2 separate regions of the Lactuca sativa genome follow, and region 1 is linked to region 2. The links are chromatin contacts, called in public Hi-C maps. All regions are on one chromosome and are shown on one strand. Each heading gives the region's core, a stretch centred on a gene start, on an enhancer-like site or on the middle of the called end of the contact. The rest is flanking DNA. Distances are from core to core; before and after follow the strand shown. Region 1 holds the start of LOC111914193. Region 2 holds the start of LOC111914191 (membrane protein of ER body-like protein).

The links. Hi-C and Micro-C count contacts between places; a contact is called where the count stands out from the background.
Region 1: a Hi-C map of seed shows a contact between it and region 2, with 4 times the contacts expected there. The contact joins the promoter of LOC111914193 here to the promoter of LOC111914191 in region 2. A contact is called at or near these places in 2 of 4 Hi-C or Micro-C datasets (leaf and seed).

The regions. Positions count from the first base shown.
Region 1 is chr6:204,992,347-204,996,021 of Lsat_Salinas_v11, reverse strand. LOC111914193 reads left to right here and starts at 2,316. Exons shown (of 3, transcript XM_052764828.1): 1 at 2,316-2,444; 2 at 3,185-3,675. The coding sequence starts at 3,251.
Region 2 is chr6:204,842,580-204,846,585 of Lsat_Salinas_v11, reverse strand. It overlaps LOC111914191 (membrane protein of ER body-like protein), which reads left to right and starts at 2,733. Exons shown (of 10, transcript XM_023909950.3): 1 at 2,733-3,284; 2 at 3,833-3,928. The coding sequence starts at 2,990.

The sequences.
Region 1 (3,675 bases), core at 1,067-3,566, 150 kb before region 2:
TATGTTGGAAACTATACATCCGTATCTAATTATAGGATTTGGAATTTTGGCATTTGGAGTTTTAATGAATTTATTATGATTTTTTGAAGACAATGCATGAAATCTTTGACAGCATGGACCAACTTGAGAAGATTGCCAATTTTACCCCTCAAGGATTTGGAATTTTGAAATGTGATTCAAAGTTTGAAGAAACTAGACAAACTAAGATTTCCAGAAAACTAAGTCTCATGATTTTTAGATGTTCTTATTGACCTGCACAAATTTTAGAACTTGGAGGACAGATTTAGGAAAATTGATCATAATAGCTTTTAAATCATTTTTGGTGTTCTATTAAGGACTTAATGGTTAAGTCTTAAGTTTATCACTTTTTATATGATTGTTGGTTACTTATTAGGCTATTAAGATGTGAAATTAAATTTAACCTAAAGGCCTTAATGCTTGGCTTAATGAGGGTTCAAAGTTAATGATTTTCACATAAAATGCTACTTTTTCATTGAGGCATTTCATCGAACACTTGGTGTTTATAAAAATCTATACACATATCACCTTTAATAGCTATTGTGATTGTGTGTGTGTGTATGTAATTATAAAGATAAGAGTGACCACCTGCAACGTTGATAAACTCTATAAATATCAACTTTACTAGCCGAAATGTTCACAAATCCATTCTAATGTATTATGTGTAGATAATATATTGAGTTATTGATGGGTACCAAGGTCTAAAGTAGAATAAAAGGAAAAGGAGAAGGCAGAGAATGCATATTCAAATAGCCAAAGCAATGTTCACTAACACAAAAGGAGGACACAAACTCAACTCAAGATGAAGGGTGAAAGATATAATTCCGATCGGTTAGAAAAGTTGGTAAAATTAGTGACAATTTAGAGAATAATTATCAGTTTGAAGAATAAACAATAAAAGAATAACCTACCAGATTGAGTTAGCGGTGGAGATTTGATATGATGAAGAAAGATCAAGAACAGGAAGCTCTACAGATTCCGCCATTTCTGCTCGCATATCCAGTTTTATTCCGCTATCTGCTTGCTTAGATTGCTAAATAGAAGTCTTTTCCACCTCTATACTGTATATACAATTGGCATTTGATTTTGGTTTTACCTCGATTATTGAGATACATAACCAGTGAAATCCAAAACATTCTTGTAAAATACTTAAATCGGATTGCGATTCAGACAAAATGTATCCTATGATGTGAGATTAAGTATCAGACACTCGATTTGTCGTTCATCATAAGCTTAATTTCATGAATTTCATGATAAAATCGAGTCTATTTAGGTTGAAAAGCACAGGTGTATAGACTTGAAAGAACCCTACTTGGAAGCTCCCATCGATCGTGTATGTAGAGATCAACTTCAGTGTCGATTGGGGGTTGCGGAACAGATAGTTAATTATGAGCTCGACGCCAGTGGGTGAAATTGGAAATCGACTGGTTTGGCAGAGGTCTGATGACCTCAATGGTTGTCTGGTGGCCTCAATGGTGGTTCGGTGAGAAACAATACGTCTAGATAGAATGGTGGAATGGGGGTGGGTGATATATATATATATATATATATATATATATATATATATATATATATATATATATATTAATTATAAAACTGTTCTCAAATGTTCTCAATCTCAAAAATGTTCTCCTTTGAACATAACTCTCTCTCTCTCTCTCTCTCTCTCTCTATATATATATATATATATATATATATATATATATATATATATATTATAAAACTGTTCTCAAATGTTCTCAATCTCAAAAATGTTCTCATTTAAACATAACTCTCTCTATCTCTCTCTCTCTCTCTCTCTATATATATATATATATATATATATATATATATATATATATATATATATATATATATATATATATATATATAGATTTTTGACGTGACATAATTTTCAATCAATATAAACTTGTTTGTATAGTTTGGTTTTGATCTCCTAGCTATAAAGTTTGTATTCTGTCTGACTGTCTTTGTTTGTTAATGATGTATGTAATTATAGTGATAAAAAAATTAAGTATAACAAACCACTAAGTAATTGTTACCCTACGAATACGTGTTGTTGAATTGTTAAAGATAGATTACATTGCAATAAAAGTGAAAAAGATGCATATCATTATAATTAATTAGATAGATAAGATAATTCATCATTATAATTAAATAGATTACATTCGAAGATACTTAACTTAAAATTAGTAAAATAGGGGACGTGAAGGTCAACCAGAAAGAGTAAAGGTAGAGGGTCCCACAAACGAAAAGATTTTCATTTCAACAAAATTTGAGTCGCATTTCATGTCAATTTACGTCTACTCTTTCAAAATTCACACGAGAAGCGGATCACCATGTGATTATCTCTATATATACCATGCTCCCTCTCCACACTCTTCTCGCCATTTTCCTGCTTGGAGAGAGAAACGACTTTCTGCTTGGTGAGTCTTCCCCCAATTTCTTTATCTAGGTTTGACCTTTTTTTTGCCGCTTATTAGCTCTATGATTCTTGCTTATCTCCTAATTTTTCTCATTAGATCTTGTTATTTCTTCACATTAGGCTCTAATTTCCATGATCGGTTATGTTAGTTTTTTGGAATTAGGTGTGGTTGTTGGATATCCGTGGATTTTGTTGCTCATACTTTTCTAGGGTTTACCATTTTTGTGTTTTACCTTCAATCTTCCGGATCATTAACTTTACCGGTCCGTATCTTTGATTATTCGTTCTGGATTTGTTAGGTGTGTGAGACTTTATTAAAAAAAATTCCTTTTTTTTTTGGATTCTAGGGCTTTTTGTGTCCTTTCTATGTTTATTCATTGACAATGATTGTATTTGCCTTATGAGTTGGATTTAAGAATGTGTTGTTATTAGTAAGATATGATTCATGATACAATTTGTGGGACAAGACAAGTTTATATATCCAAAATCAACATCTCAATTCTGATTTTAGATATCTACTTATGGATGATAATATCAATTGTTGATTATAATAGTACATTATCCACGTTCCACATTTTTGGATCTGCACTCAATTAAAATCAAACATTATTATCGTGGATAAGGGGATCATCATATCAGATCCATGTTGTCGGATGTGAATCTTCTTCCCAAACCCAAAGACCGAGAAGTCCATGATTATTCTTTGAAGCTGACAGTTTCCCTGTTTGTTGGGCACTGCAGAATCAAGGGATTAGGAGTGTGAAGAGCTAGCAATAAAACAGTTATAGCAATCAATCAGAGAAGAAGATGAACTCAATGGAGGTATTTGGAAAATCCATGGTAGCAACAAATGTTATTTACCTGTCAAGTATACTAGGGCAAGATGAGGGTTTTGTTCACAAGTGCGATTGGAAATGTGAAAACGAGCAGGTGTGTGGGAACATGTTTCGCTGCAAACTAACAGGGCTCACACACATCTGTGACAAAAACTGTAACCAGAGAATTGTTTATGATAACAACAACTCACTTTGCAGAGTGAGCAGACAGGTTTTTCCTCTAACAGCAGCTGAAGTACAGGCTGTGAAAGGTGTTCGAAGGAAGCTGGAAGAGGAGAGTAGTGCTTGTTCTTCACCTCCGGAATCCTGTGCTTTTAAGCGCAGAAGGAGTGGACAATTCCATTCCTCTCCTTTTGAGAGATCCTTTTCCGCTGTTGCTCCCATTCCTGTTTTCAC
Region 2 (4,006 bases), core at 1,484-3,983:
ATATATATAAGTAGGTTCCGTTGAGATTAAAAAAAATAGATATATTGAGATTCAACTTCAGCCTCATATTTCACATCTGCCACTCTAACCCTTCAGCGTACCGGCACGGTAGCCCTGTTATAACTATAAATGATTATATAGCGTTGTCCGTTCCTTTCTCTTCCTCCACCACCACCTCTGACACTAGTCGACCCCACAACTGCCACCTCCGTCACTTATACCACTATCACCTTTGCCACCACCACCACCTCTTCTGCTACCAACTATCATAATCATATATGATTACTCAATCTGTGAACATATATATATATATATATATATATATATATATATATATATATATATATATATATATATATAATCATTTATGATCAGGCATATACGTCTAAACATGTATAATCATATATGATTATACCTCTGATATATAATAATTTATGATTAGGCATACCTCGCTGCTGTCGGTATGCTGAAACGTTAGAGCGGCAAATGAAAAATATGTGGCTAAGGCTGAATCTCAATATCTCTATTTTTTTAATCTCAAAAAAATTGTCCATTATATATATATATATATATATATATATATATATATATATATATATATATATATATATATATATATATATATATATAGAGAGAGAGAGAGAGAGAGAGGCCGCTTCCTTTTCTTTTTTTAGTGAATATTAATACATTAGAACTTAGTTATTACTTACTAGTTTATAACCGTAAGAACTACGGTTATAAAATTAATTAAATTTTCGTATAAAAAAAAATTAAAATTATTAATCAGTTATTTTAAATAAATTATTACTTAAGATATTTTTTTAGTTATATAAAATTATAATTGTTGATGTCAATAAAAAAGTTATATCATCTTATAATCTGTATTAGTTTTATTTTATTTTTCAATCTAGTTTTACTAATTTAATATAATTAGAGAGTGAAAATTTAAAATGAAGAATCAATTATTTATTTAACTAGTTTATAACCTGTGGGAACCATGGTTGTAAAATTAATTAAACTTTAATAGTTAAAATTTAAAATTATTAATAACTTATTTTAAATAAATTATTAATTAAAAGGTTTTTTTTTAGTTATATAAAATTATATTCATTGATTTAAATAAATATGTAAAATTATATCACTTTATAATTTGCATTAATTTTATTTTAATTTTTATTCTAATGTTGTTAATTTAAAGTAATTAGAATAAGAAATTTAAAATTTGAAATTTGAAATGGAGAATCAATATGTCGACAAATGGTATGCATTAATTATAAGACATAATAAGGTGAAACATGGCAAAAGAAAAATAAAATTTACATTAATTATGAGGCTTAATATGGTGACACATGTCAAAAGGAGATTAAAAACTATTATTTTATTAGAATAACTAGTTTATAACCCGTGAGAACCACGATTATAAAATTAATTAAATTTTCATATTAAAAAATTAAAATTGTTAAACAATTATTTTAATTAAGGGATCTGTTTTTTAGTTATATAAAATTATAATCGTTGATTTAAATAAATACGTGAAGTTATATCGCCTTATAATCTGTATTATTTTATTTTATTTTTAAATGTAATGTTATTAATTAAATATAATTAGAGTAGGAAAATTTAAAATCAATAATCAATTATTAATTTAATGTAATTAGAGTGGGAAATTTAAAATTTGAAACGGATAATCAATTATTAATTTAATGTAATTAGAGTGGGAAATTTAAAATTTGAAATGGATAATCAATTATTAATTTAATGTAATTAGAGTGAAATTTAAAATCTAAAATTTAAAATGGATAATTAATAGGTTGACAAGTGGCAGGATAGATGATATATAACATTAATGAGAAGTTCTAATTGTATGACACTTGTCAATATGAGATTAAACCTATTCTTTTATTAGAATAGGGAGGAGATGTAATTAGAAAGAGAAATTTTAAAATTAAAATTTGAAATGGATAATCAATTATTAATTTAATGTAATTAAGGTGGAAATTTAAATTTTGAAATTTGCAATGGATGGTTGACAAGTGACATGATAGAATGATATATATATATTAATGAGAAGTTCTAATTATATGTCGCTTGTCAATAGGAAATTAAACATATTTTTTTTATTAGAATAAGGATTAGACTACTCTCATTCACAACTAAAACTACACAGTCAAATTAAACCAACTTTTCACACCCATTAGCAATCCAATCCAATTCAAACCAAACTTTTATATTATTTAGAATTAATTTTTATTATATTATACAATCTATATATTATATCTTTACATTTATAACCTAATTTTTTACTATTTTTAAGATTATATAGACAATATAAAAAAAATAATTCTTAAAATATATCAATATTGGTCTTTATTTGTAGACAAAATTATTTTACGTATTTTAGTGTGTTTTGTTTATTTTTTTAATAAAAATAAAATAAAATTAATTACAAAGTAATTTTGAAAATGCAAAAGACCTGTAACAAATAAATAAAAAAGAAAATGAAAATGGTTAGTGAAGTTTGGTGAAGCAACCAATAGTGGATTTTAAAGGAATTTTTATTTTTTTTAATTTAAATATGAAAACCAACCAAACATCTTAGTTGCCACTGCGAATGGTCTTATGGGCAACAAGTGTGCGCTAAGGGAAACGAACAAAATTAAGTGTGAATAATTTAACCTATAAAATATTTTATTTTTCTAATAAATTAAATACCAACAAAGTATGAACACAATGGCAGAAATGAGTATTCTAGTTTTTTAAAATTTTAATAGGGGATCAAGAGAGCTAGAATGAGCAGGGCATGGTAGTTGACAATTCACGAGGTTGCTGCAGGATAAGCTTCTTTTTTTCTCTGCCATAAATCTTCAATAAATGCTCAACAGCCAATTTAGTTCATCCCCGTCGTCTCCACAGACCACAGTTGCCTATTTTAGAAATTTCCATTCCCATCATATCTACCTACCTCTTTCCATCAACCTACCGAACGATTATGGAAACTACTCAGGTAGAACATCGATGGGAGGACCAAGAATATGACGAATTGGAGGAGAGTTTGATTGATAGAAGAAAGAATCTGAAACAGACGCCAATTTTCACGACCATCGATGATGATCTCAGCAGCAACAATGGTGGTTCAGTTGGTTTCTCGAATGGTGAAGATCAAGAAAAAGAAGAAGAAGTCAAAGATTTAAGTCAACAAAATGGCATAAAGGTTGATGAAGATGATATAGAGAAAGAGAAACAACAGACATCGGAATATCTTGTTTATTATGACGCAGATAAAGGTAAAAATGTGAAGATCTGAGAGCACAGTAGTTATTTGAAGTTCTTTTTTTAATTCAAGATGCAGAAAATGGACTATAACAAATTCACTTTTGACTGTAATCTTATATACCCTTGAAGACCCACCTTTTTGTCTCCCATGTTTTTTTCTTTATAACAAGACCCTACCTTTCTCTTTCTTCATATTCGGGTTCTTCAGTGTTAAGGTGATTCTAGGGTTTCTTTTCTCTGAAATTCATCTCTCTTCTCTCTGTGCTTCCATTCCTTGATAAGTTGAATTGATTTCTGGGTATTGGATTATAGTCTGAACATCTTTTTCTATATCCTATTTATTAGTTGTGACCGGATTAATTAAGTAATATAATTATACAACTTTAATGTTATTTACAACTCTGTAAGTGGAATTGATTAGGCATTCCATCCAGCCTCTCACCTATCTAGCTTTCAATTCGTAAAAAGCAAAAGGTAACCCGCATGTTTAATGGAGATTCTTCTTTTAGATAATTAAGAAATTGCATCTTTTCTTTTTTTCCTTTTTCTTTGACTGAAGGAATATGGAAATGTCGAATCTGCTCCTGGGATTATGAGGGTAACACCTGTGTCACCAATCATAATCAGAGAATCTGTTTGTTTCATGAAACCAAAGGTATACACCCGCAATTCACGACAAAGGTCTGAAAGTTGCCATCTTCACAAATAAAAGTTTCCATACTAAATTGGAAAG